2 separate regions of the Delphinus delphis genome follow, and region 1 is linked to region 2. A link is a contact called in public Hi-C data. All regions are on one chromosome and are shown on one strand. Each heading gives the region's core, a stretch centred on a gene start, on an enhancer-like site or on the middle of the called end of the contact. The rest is flanking DNA. Distances are from core to core; before and after follow the strand shown.

The links. A called contact is a pair of places that touch in the nucleus more often than the background predicts.
Region 1: a Hi-C map of lung shows a contact between it and region 2, with 4 times the contacts expected there. The contact joins the promoter of BMI1 here to the promoter of MLLT10 in region 2. A contact is called at or near these places in 2 of 3 Hi-C or Micro-C datasets (lung and muscle).

The regions. Positions count from the first base shown.
Region 1 is chr2:165,240,572-165,246,708 of mDelDel1.2, reverse strand. It overlaps BMI1 (BMI1 proto-oncogene, polycomb ring finger), which reads right to left and starts at 1,770. Exons shown (of 11, transcript XM_060006202.2): 1 at 1,231-1,770. It overlaps COMMD3 (COMM domain containing 3), which reads right to left. Exons shown (of 8, transcript XM_060006208.2): 2 at 5,073-5,184; 3 at 4,904-4,967; 4 at 4,777-4,811; 5 at 4,356-4,416; 6 at 4,204-4,260; 7 at 4,052-4,111; 8 at 2,710-3,070. The coding sequence ends at 3,011. LOC138413976 (brain acid soluble protein 1-like) reads right to left here and starts at 1,656. Exons shown (of 3, transcript XM_069540367.1): 1 at 1,649-1,656; 2 at 1,319-1,555; 3 at 757-1,222. The coding sequence starts at 1,656. The coding sequence ends at 757.
Region 2 is chr2:164,558,677-164,564,615 of mDelDel1.2, reverse strand. It overlaps MLLT10 (MLLT10 histone lysine methyltransferase DOT1L cofactor), which reads right to left and starts at 1,928. Exons shown (of 23, transcript XM_060006191.1): 1 at 1,873-1,928; 2 at 905-1,064. The coding sequence starts at 1,064.

The DNA.
Region 1 (6,137 bases), core at 521-3,020, 680 kb before region 2:
TGGGAATGATCAAAGTCTCTATACTTGTTTACTTCCAATTATTAACTGTAAATCTTTGGGAAAAAGATCATGCTATACGGCTGTCAAACCCAAAAGACTGCGTAAACATATGCCATCAACTTTTTAGTGCTCGTTTTCCAAAGCATCTCCTCACCACATGACCTAAGCTGACATTTACCAAACCTGTAAAACGTTGTGGACTTGAGTCATGATTCTAAGTGCATCCCATACTAGAGGTTGAGAGAAAAACTGTAGTCTCTGAGAGAGAAAAAAACAAAAAGAGGAAAAAAGAAAGAAAGAGAGGAAACCTCTTGCAAGACTAACGTCCACTCACCATCATCACTCCAAAAAAAGCTCCAAATTTGAAATGCCCACTTCCCAGTGAGCACGTCCCAAGTAATGTTTGAAGAACTTATCCAAGACTCCCAACAAATAACACCTTGAAAACTTTACCATTTTAAACACAAACGCAGGAGACCTTGGAAACAACTGGGAACCGCCATCTTACAAGCCATCCAATTTCTCACAAGTGTCCCTCCAACTTAAGTTAATAACATTTTTGTTCGGGCTCTCACCAGCCTAACATCCACCTTGGCGGGATCGCTGCCCCCCACGCAACCCGTCCCTATAAAATGGGGGCGTTCTCTGGCTGTTTAAACCCCTCCAAAGCCCTTTCTTCGGGAGAGGAGGGAAGCCACTTGACCCAAGCAGCTCCCGATTTCAGGCACCCGTCCCCGTTTCATCAAAATCTACCTCTCAACAAAAGGCGCCGTGGCCGGGAGAGCCGCAGAAGCTGCAAATAGAAGTGTTCTTCTCGGGGGCCATGTGCGTCGCGAGGGTGTAGAGGGGCGCTCGGGGGAGAAAGGAACTAAAACGTGGGGCCGCGCGCGGCGCGTCCGGGCTGGAGCGGGCGGCGGCTGGAGCGGCGCCGAGGCCGGCTGGCGGCGGCGGCGCGGGCTGCGGGTCGGTCCCGGCGCCGCGGGAGTCGGCGGGCGGCGGCGGGCGCGCGCTCGCGGGCGCGGGCGGCGCGCGGGGCCGGGCGGCGCGCGGGGCCGGCGGGCGGCGGGCGGCGGCGGCGCGGGGCTCGGCGCCCACGCTGTCAGCGCCCTCCCGGCCGGCGCGGGCGAGGCGCGGGGGGGCCGCTCCCAGTCCACCGGCGGCCGGTCCGAGCCCGGCGCGACCCCCGCCGCCCCCAGGCCCCGTCCCGGAGGCGCCTCGCCTCCTACGTACCCGGAAAAAGCAGCCGGTGAGAAGCGATCGCAGCGGGCGGAAAAGACAATGAAAGTTAAAAGTCGTTCAGCAGAAAATGAATGTGAGCCAAGCGGCCATCTTGAAGCGAGCTGCAGACGCTGCTGTCAATGGGCAACGAGCGCAGCCGAGAGGAGCCGCGGCCGCCGCGCTCGGCTCATGCTGCCTCCCGAGCCCGGCCTCCTCCTCCTCCTCCGCCTCGGCCTCCTCCTCCGCGGCCTCCTCCTCCTCCTCCTCGGCCTCCAACGCCTCCTCCTCCTGGGCCTCCTCCTCCTCCTCGGCCGCCGCCGCCTCCTCCCGCTCCGCACTCGGGGGAGGGAGCGCGCGGAGGGGGCGCGATCAGTATTATTCTGCGGGGCTGGGAGGTGTTTCTAATCCGGATCGGGGCTCCCTCGCCAACATCCCCATTGTCTCGCCCCGATCTCTGCCTTTAATACTACGATTATTATTTCATAGTTGCCGTGGGGGGAGGAGGGGGGTGGGGGGCGCCGTGTGTGTGCGTGCGGAGAGGCGGGGGGAGGGGAGGAAGGCTGAGGAGGGGGAGGGGAGGGTGGAAAAAAAAAAGCACCGCTGAAGGCAGAGTGGAAACTGACACCGGCTCCAAAATGGCTCAGAGTCCGCCCGCCCCCTCCCCCCGCCGCCCCCCCACCGGGTCACGTGCTCCCCTCATTCCTTAAGGGCGGCCTGGGAATTAGTGTCGGTGTAGTCGGGCCCGCGGCCGCCCCCTCCCCTCGGAGCAGCGCGACCCGGCCCCCTCCCCCTCGCTCGGCGCGGCGGCGGCGCTGGCGCGGCTGCGGAGACATTTCTCCACAGCGCCACACGCGCCACCCTGCTCTCGGCGCGGGCATCGCTCCGGCCCCGCAAGCAGTTCAGCCCACCCCACCCCCCGTTATTTCTTTCTTGCCGCCGCCCGCCTCCGCCCGCGGTGCACACGTCCGCGGGCTCCAGCCGAGGAGATCGCCCGGCCGCCGCCCCCCGCTCGGCCCCACGGGCTGCGGCCCAGACTCCGGCGCCGCGGCGCGGAACCTGCGACCGAGTTGGGCTCGCGGAAACAACAGCGCCCGCCCCAGTCTTCCCGCGGCCGCGCCGGCCCCCTTCCCCGCCCGCCAGTGGCCGAGGCGGGGCGCGCGCGGGCAGCCGCTCGCTCCGGGCAGGGGCTCCGCGCGGGGCCGGCCGGGCCGGGCCTCCGGAGCCCCACGGGCGAGGGTCGGGCTGCGGGCGAGCCCTCGGGCACAGGTAACGGGACGGGCCAGCTCCCGGCGCGGGGCGACCGCGCCCTTTCCCCACGTCCCGAAGCTGGGGTCTTAAGGCAACCCCGAAGATCGCATCCTTTCCCACTACGCTTAACTTTAATCCTGAGAAGAGGCGATCGTTAAAAGTTAACGCCAATCGTGTCTGCGTTTTCAAAGTAATAATTAACAAACTCAAATCCAAACAAACTCTCAGCACTCTTTAGTGGGAACAACTTATTTATTCAGAATATAATACTGTCTGCTTCCTTTTGGAAGACTTGGAAAAGATCAAATATGATCAGTGTACGGATAATACTAAAGATGATTCAAATACTTAGGCAGACTTTCCCTCTTAACCCTTTCACAAGTGTAAAAGAAAAAGTGTCAAAATTGATGAGTGACACAAATCCAAAAGAAAAAATTTGTTCTCCTGAAAAGGAAGACATCCAGCTCGCAGAAACGATGGTTCGGCGGAGGCAAGGCGTTCCTGGTCTTCCTCTAGACCGGGGCAGATCGTTAACTTCCCCAAATTACAACTGAGTTGCTCTTTCCAGGCTTTTCGAAGCATCTTTAAGTTTCCCTACTAAGTCCTGAAGATGTGTATGATGAATCGTTTATAGGATAAAAACACAAGAAAGAAGTATCCAACTTTGAGAAAGATGCAAGAAAAGAGTCGGGGGACACTTTCTAAACAAGCTTAAAATTCACAAAGATTTTAAACCTTTGACAAACCACTATCAAAAGAAGGTTTTCTTCTAAAATATAAAAGATGTAAAAAATTAAAAGAAGGTCAATAGAAAGTTTTCCTCTAAAATATCTCATCTTCAAATGGGCTGCTTGCCCTCAGATGTGAGATATAGTTTCTAATTGAATCCTCTGAACAGGCGAAGTATATCAAAATTAAAATTTCTCAAGTTATCTAACAAAGATTATGCTGTATTCACATCTTTTGAAAGTTTAAAGTTTGATTAATGGTTACATTAAAACGACTCTGCAGGAGATCCCTTTTGAAAAATTCAATCTCATCAAAATTTCAAGCAATGACCTTCATTTTTTTAAGTGGTAAGAAATAAATTCGTTGTCATGTCCATTAATCAATGTAATTTTTAATTTCCCCAGTCTTACACTGGCAATATAAACAGTTGAAGAATTTTTTATACTTGCTCCTTTATAAAAAGTCATTTACAACTACTGTTTAAAAATCATGTTTTGAGAGTTTAATTCAATTTCTGAAAGCAAAGAAGACATTTTCAAAGCCAAGCTCTTCCTTTTGCTTTGTCCTATTGGCTCACACTTATCACAAATAGAAGGAATTTACACTCAACACTACACAAGTTTATTTTAATTGGAGGGAACAGCAAATGCAGACCAATTCTGTTAGTAACATCGTAATTTCAAAAGCGAAGCCTACCTTAAAATATTGCTTTTGAAGCCCCCTCACCATTAAATCCTTAACCAACCTTCATTATCTACTGACAGATGGTTAATTTTCTTTTGAACTTTACATAGGCATAATTCTCAATTAAAAATCTGTAAAAAGGTAGGCATATTCACAGATCCTAATACTGTACCTGTAATTGTTCCATGTTGCAACTAAAACTAATCTCTGGGTGGGATCGGGAATCAGTGTTCTAGGGAAGAAAAAAATGCTGTTTATTTAAATCAAGGAAATTTTAAATTTCATTACACATTTAATTTTTAGACAGGGCTTATGTATAAATACCTCTACATTTAAGGTCACCAAATATGCAGGTCTGTACATCTTATCAAGTTGATTGGTCTAAAACAACACAACACATTGATTTCAGTCTTTAACTCTTATTTTTTTTAAAAAGTTCCCTAAGTTCCCCTAGAAAACAGTTTGTTAAACTTTACCTTTATCTGATATTCCAAATGCCAAGAAACATCAGTTATATGAGGGAAAGATCTGCCTATACTGAAAGATACAATGATAATTTTGTACATAATAGCTACAGGAAAACTTTTAGTATTTATCTTCACCAACAATGGTGTCTATCACCTCCCCACCACACACACTATTTTAATCCATTCTGAATTTAAAACATTGTTAAACTTTATTTTCAAGTTCTGAAGAGTAAAGAGCATTTTAAAAATTATCTCCATAAGCTTTATCTTTAAAAACATTAGCTTAACTGCAATTGTTTCACTTGCCCTTTAGCCCCTTTTCTTTTGGTCTAGATCCCGTTTTTTTGTCCTGTTTTGTTTCACACCAACACTCTCCATTCATACCTGCAAGTAAAAAGTAGCTCAGCTTGACACCTTATACAGGACCTACCTTCCCAGTAGGATTTCTAGGGAATTCCTATTATTCTGGGAGGAAAAAAAAGAAAGAAAATATGTCTTTGCAAACAGAGTAGAAGAAAAATAGTAATTGTTAATTTTTAAAAATTTAAGTAAGTAACCTGATATTCCGTGCAAAACAATTCTATTCTCTCGCTGTCAAATTTACAGTCTTCTAGATAAGTGCTAAAGAAAAAAAAAAGCCTAAGTTTAGTCTCCATTTTAAAAACTGAAATTGGAATCATAAAGGTACTATTTGAAAACAAATGGATATTTAAATAAATCCTGTACCTTAGAGTTGATTTGTCAGCTCTTTGCTTTCCAGCCTCCAGTATGTAAGTTGCAGCTGCTGCATGACAATGTTTTAAAACCACTGGATCGATATGTTTCAAGTCTGGGTGATCTAAAATAAATTAATTGCCAGTGATGCCTGTGACAATAAATTCTTTATAGTCCTGTTTCTAAAAAGGGATTTTAATTTGGGTAAAGAACCCTCTCTAACAAGATAACAAGAAGAATTCAACTATAAGGACTGGAAATTATAAGTAAATGAGATGTGCAACATGGTCAATGGCAAAACAATAAAGATCACACATCAATAATTATGCAATTACCTGGTCAAATTACCTTCTTTTACTTTACCTTAATACTCTTATTTTTTAAAAAACATAGTCCTAGAGTAAAATATACAGTGGTCACTCTAAAGATGGAGTAAATTCCGAGGAAAATAAGAAGATAAATATTTTATATGGTGTAAATTTAAGAATGAATAAACTTTCCTTCTAAAGATTAATTTTATGCTAACTGGCTCCATGGACATTAACACATGGAGGTGGGGGAGAGGGAACGAGTTCAGAATATAAAATACAATTTTCAAAATATTTTCAGGTTTCGACAGCCATCCTTTCTTTTTTTTTTTTTTTTTTGAGATTAACCAGGTGGCGGTTACTATTTTCGTTTAAAGAACTTCCACTTTCATCTTTTTGTACACGTGTTTAGCTCGTGAAACTACAGGAAAAAAATTTGAATTGTTGAGATATTTATATTTAAGAAAATCATGTAATAGCGATCTGTCTTAAAATATGCCTCCATCCATACTGACACCGCACTCCGCAATCACTGACCCGACCACTTATAAGAGACTCGCCTCCTGATAACTAGTGCAGAACAAAACATTATGCACCATATTTTAAGGGTCTAGGCGTGGAACCTGTGCAAAACATATTGAACTAGAGTGTTGGAATGATCAGAGGATCTTGAGGTATTCTCTAAGATGAAAAATGTCAACACTATTTGACGTAGTAATTACTTTGGAAGCAGACCCTTTAAAACCTTCGTCAACCTAGCACTGAAAGC
Region 2 (5,939 bases), core at 679-3,178:
TCCTTACCACGTGAAATGAAAAAAGTCAGAACCTTCAAACGGCCAGAAAACTACCTTAACTAGTGTCCTCGGCTTTTCTGTATATCCCCAAAACTCACCCAATGGAAACACCCAGTCACAAACTAAGATGCTCCCCGAGTCACTGGCGGCGCCACCACCTCCTCTTCTGTCCAGTCACTGAAGCTGAGGAAGGGGCCCGATGAGGCCACTCAACAGCCTCATCCACCACCCCGAGCAGCTCAGCCCAGCCGCGCCCGCGGCGGCGCGACTGCGGCGACGGCCTTCCGCCTCTTCTCCGCGGGAAGCTCCAGTCCGCAGGAGCGGCAGCAAGGTCTCGGCCAGAAAGCTTGGGGTGCGGCAGCCGGCGCCCTCCCCCCCCAAATCTAAAGCGGCAGGGCAGACCCCCGAGCTCCGGATCCGCCCCGGCGCCGCGCGCCGCGCTCCCGAGCCCGACTCCATGGTACAGGAAGTCTCCAGACACTGCGGCAGACGGCGCGGCGGGAGGGGGAGGGGGCTCCCCACTCCCCAACCCGAACCCACAGCCGCGGGGCCACGGCCGAGGGGCGCGCGCCCGGGCCCCGACACCCCCTCGCCGCCGACCCCCGCCTCCGAGAGTCCGCAGACCCGCGGCTCCGGGCGCAGGCGGCGGCCGAATGACACTTGAGAGTGAACGCAGCATCACATGACAGTCCAGGCCACACACACTTTCTCCCACATGCGCAGCCCACACCCCTTCCGCCCCGCCGCCGACCCTCCGAGTCAATCCCCGGCCGCAGAACGGGGCGGGGGCGGGGGCGGGGCGGGGGGAGGGGCGGGAGGGGAACTGGCAGTTGCTGCCAAGGTGGGGGAAGTGGTGACGGTTGGGAGAGGCCGGGTTCGGCCCGGAGGGCGGTTGGGTGTTTACCTTGATGCACCGCGACGCTGCAGCCGTGCCCGTCGCAATAAACCAGCGGGTTCTCGGCCCAGCCTCTCTCGTCTGAGCAAACGCAACAGCCTCCAATCATCTCCTTCATACTATGGGAGACCTCGTCCTCCAGTGACACGGGCCGGTCGCTAGAGACCATCTAAGAGGGAGTTGGGGGGGACCATTAAAAAACACATGCAAGCCAATGAGTGCTTCCCCCCGCCCAGTCCCCCGCGCCCCCGCTCCCTTCCCGGCGCCCCGGCCCCCGCCCGCCGCTCGGCCGCTCGCTCACTCGGGCTTTGCCGCTCAGTCACTCACGTTCCGCACAGGAGTCAGGAGCCATGTCCTTGCTGACTCCCCCCACCTCCCCTCCACCGCCTCCTCCGCCTCCTCCTCCTCGTCTTCTTCCCTCCCCACCTCCACCCGGCGGCTAACGCTGGAGCCCGGAGAGGGCACACATAATCAAGTAGGCCTCCGCACAGGCGCACTGGGGGGGCTCCCGCTGGGCCAGGGGCAGCGAGGGAGGGGAAGGGGGTTGCGCTTCCTCCTCCGAGCGTCACTCGGCGTGCGCGCCCGCCCGGCGACCGGCGTGAGGGAAAAGGCCCGGGAGAGGCGAGGCCTGCGTGCGCGTCGCCGCGTCCGGCCCGCAGCCCGGGCCTGCCTCCCGGCCCCTTCCCCTCCCCCGCGCCGCTCGCAGCCGCCGAGGTGTGCTGAGGGGGAGGGGGCGAGGGGAGCCCGTGGCGCGCCGAGGCCGGAACAAGCCAACTGGAGGGCGCGGGGGCGCGCACGCGGGAGCGGGGACGTTGCGGCCGTCTTCTGCAGTGCCGGCCGCGCGGGCTGCGTGTGCACGTCGCGAAGAGGCCTCGGCGGGAGGGAGGGTGGGAAGGGAGGATTCCGAGGACCGGCAGGGAGGACGAGTTTTGTCTGAGTAGGTGGAGGGGACTCCCAGCGGGCATCTGAGAACCTACCTGCAGGCCTTTTCCTCAACAACTGGCCCGTGGGTAACAAGGGTTGGGCAAGTCGGCCAACTTCCATGAAGGGTGCAATGAAGCATGGCTTCCTGCAGTTGGCCGCGCGAACTTCACTGTAGTGCCGAAGCCTTTACACCCATTAAGTTCACATCCTGGACTCTACCCAAAGTTCACCCAGTGGAAGTGCCACCAAGTCGGCTGCCCGTTTACACACCACACTGGGCCCAGTGACAACTGAAAGTGCATCACAGACAGGGTCAAAAGCCTAGGTTGGGTTGTATTCGAAGAGGGAACACCTATGCTACCCGCAACTTGCTGTGTAGGAGTACAAACGGTTGTTAATCAGGAATTAGCAATATAATGTGAGGATCAGGAAATCGCAGTTTGAGGGAACCCAAGTTCTAGTCAGGCACCAAATGATCTCTAACACCATGTGACAGTGGAGTCCTTTCAATTGAGGATTTCTCTGATCTGGCTCTGTACTCCAAATTTACTCTTGAAAATTTGTCAATTTTTTATTAAGGCCACTTAAGTGGCAGGAAGATGGGAGCTCACTCACATACAAATAGAAAATGGATCAGGCCTATCTGAATAATTAGCTGGATATTGAGCAGTTTTGAGCTGTGAAATCTTCCGCTGTTGCCCTACCCCCTATGTATCCTTTTTAGTCCAATATTGATTTTAGGCCAAAAAAGTTTAGCATGAAATAGGAATATAGATAGATTGTTTAAATGACAAGCATAGTTACAAGGCGAATTCATGACTTTGATAAATACCTTACAGGTACAAAATGACTGTTTATCAGGAATTAGCAATATAATGTGGGGATCTGGGAAATGCAGTTATATAAAATGCTAAAAGATGAAGGAACCCAAGTTCTCCTAGTCAGTCACCAAAAGATAATGGTTTAAGTTCTAAAAGCATTCCAAGTGTTCTCATAAAGAAAAAAAAAATTGGTGGCATGGCTGCTTTTTCTATTGCAAATTAATTGCTAGAAATCTATTTAAGAATTATAATAGATATACTACAATGCAAGCATATATCAGCAAATATATTCAAACATTCTAAAAGCGAAGTGAGATGGCTACAGTAATGCAAATCTAGAAGTGTAAGATAGGGGAAAAATGTACACTAAAGAGACCAAAAAATGAGAATTTAGTTATATTAGTGCATTTTAAAAAGGTGACTACAAGATTACATACTTATAAAATGCAACTTCTTTTGGAGGGTATGGTAATAATAAATTTCCAAACATATAATAATGATGTTCTTAAAATACCACTAATATTTTTAAAACTAAAACCGTGTTCAAACAAATCTATATTGTTTTGTGTATCTCTACTGTATATCTTATCTTTACCCCTTTACAAGGGATACCAGTTCAACATCCAATTCCTGATCAGGTTCACACTCTTAATGAAGAGTAATTTTTAGTTAAAATTAATGTGAAATTTCCCTTGCTAAACACTGCAGTCGAACCTTAATGAAATAAATTATTTTAAAATACATTCATTTTATTTTTAATGCATTGGAGCTTAGTTCTTGTGATGGAATTAATTTATATGTAAAGAAAGATGGGTACTTTACCCTATCCTGTAACACTTAATAGAAGAAATGTAGGTAAACGCTTAGTGTTTCCAAAACAAAACAAAAAAGTTCATCATTTGTAATACATTTTTGAAATTTAGAAAAATAGAGAAAATACACTATATCTTAAGAACAGGCCTATATATAAATAATAGTATCTGAAGAAGAAATTTTATTAAAGATGTACATATAAATGTTGACAAAATATAAGTCAAATTATTTAAAACTGATATTTAACATATTAAATGTTATGAAAACTGTAAGAAAAAACATAATGAGCTAAATAGGTCATTCTAATTTTAACTCATGTACCAGATATAGAACTTTTTCTTATGTTATATATCAGAAGTATAATATTTAATATATTTCTAAAAAATATTAGGTGATAAGAATAACAGACATTACAAAATAGTTCAGAGATACAATTAATTATTCATTCAGTAAATATTTATGGAACATTTACTGTGAGCCAGGGAATATTTACTAGATACAGGAAATACAGCAGTGAGCAAGTTATATTTGTCCTTTGTGCTATATGTATGTGTATGATTGGCTGATTATGCTAATTCTCATAACTCAGAATGGATACAACTTAAAAAGTGCCAGAATCGTTAAAGTTCGAGCAAGTTTTTAACAACACATGGTAATGTTAAAAAAAAAAAAAGTTCATGGGATTTATAGAATAACTTCATAGAAAAGTACAATTTCAATCTTAAAATAATGTTATCCTTTAAATCTGATTCCACATTCTCAAAATATTCTTTGTAAAAGTACACCTAGTACCTGTAGAATAAAACAAAAGCCTGTGGTCCCAGTATACTTCCTCACATAACAACAGCAGCTAACTCAGTAATGGCTCATCTGTTTCTCTGAACTAATCATCTGAGGCAAACCACAAAAAACTCAAGTAAAGTATTTTATGATGTAACCTCTAACCCTACTATAATGGGAAACTATATTTTCTTCCTGTATGGGTAATATATCTTCTTATAATTTTCTTTATTCCTCATCCTGGGCACCAAATTTTTGGATTTGCTTTTCCATAATCATTTACATTAGTAGATACTTACGAACGAAATATTTAAAACCAAACTTGGTTCCTAGGTTAATATTGCTTATATTTATCTCCTTTTTAAATTGAAGTTTTATTTGCCTTCTGCTATTTGCCTGTTATGTTTAGTCTATTATACCCATTGTTGAAGTATATTTCTTTAATGAGGTATAGAAATTGAGGTATATTTCTATAATGTTAAGACTAGATGCACTTTCCTTAACTCAGATTCTTAACTTCCATAAAGTGTTTAAAATTCTGTATTGGCTCTGATACCTAGGTTTTTAAACAAAAAGCAATTATCAGAATTCATTCATCTACTAAACCTCATCAGAAACTATAATTTTCTTTCTAAATAAATTAGTTGGAAAAAGCAATAAGGCAATTCCTTATGATCTGCACAAACTTTAAGATACGCCCTCTTCTAAAGGAATCTCTGAATAAAATTTTGTTTTGCTCATTTGGTATCCAAGGTTTCTTACCTCTTACATGAAAAGTTTATGAGCCATATGTTTATACTAGTATGATTAAAATATTGAGGTATTTGTGATACTAGTTTTGTTATTTATCTCACAATAAGTGAGTATTGTGTCTTTATAGGTACAAACCCATGCATGGCACCTATATCATGGAGCACTATCAGAAATTTCATTAAAAGGTATTCATTTCAATTATATTTTCAGTTGATATTCCGTTAATGGCTTTTGGAAAATTCCATTTAACGAAGCATATTAATCTTACTAGGTGATTTTTTTAAACTCACCATACCGCCTAGCAAGTGTCCTGCACGTAGTAGGCCCACAATAAATATTCATTTAATGTACAGTATTGGTGTTTAAAAGTTAATTGCTGTCTGAGCTTTATTCTTCAGAGTAAAGCAAGGCTTTATTTTGTATGTACACCTGAACTAAAATTTCTAAGTAATGATTAGGAAATTTTCAGATAAATTGGCTTTAAAGATTTTCAATAGTTGAAATTAATATAGGTGAAGAGTTTTTATTTACCGGGTAATTTAGAATTGTCTGTATTTAAATAGCCCTCAACTGTTAACCACCTCTCCATGTAAAAGTCATTTTCTTACAAAACAGACTCTAACTTAGAATCAATCATAATTAATATTATTGTTGCATACACTTAATTGTTAAAAAGTTTAGTTAGGTAATTCTGAAATTTAAATTGTATGTAATTTAAATTTTAAAATCTTTTTAAGAATCAAGGCCTAATATTTACTTTAAAGGGTTTAGTTTGGTTAATCCTGTGTTTGGCTTCAGAGCCACGCCTTTTGCTATAAAATTGATATGCATTGGTTATATTTACATTTTTGGGTAAAACACCGTGTAATTACCAACAGAAAAATAATATCTAAAAGATGCCTTTAGATCCTCTAGGCGTTACACAAACCCCAATAACATTTCAGAACTGGGCT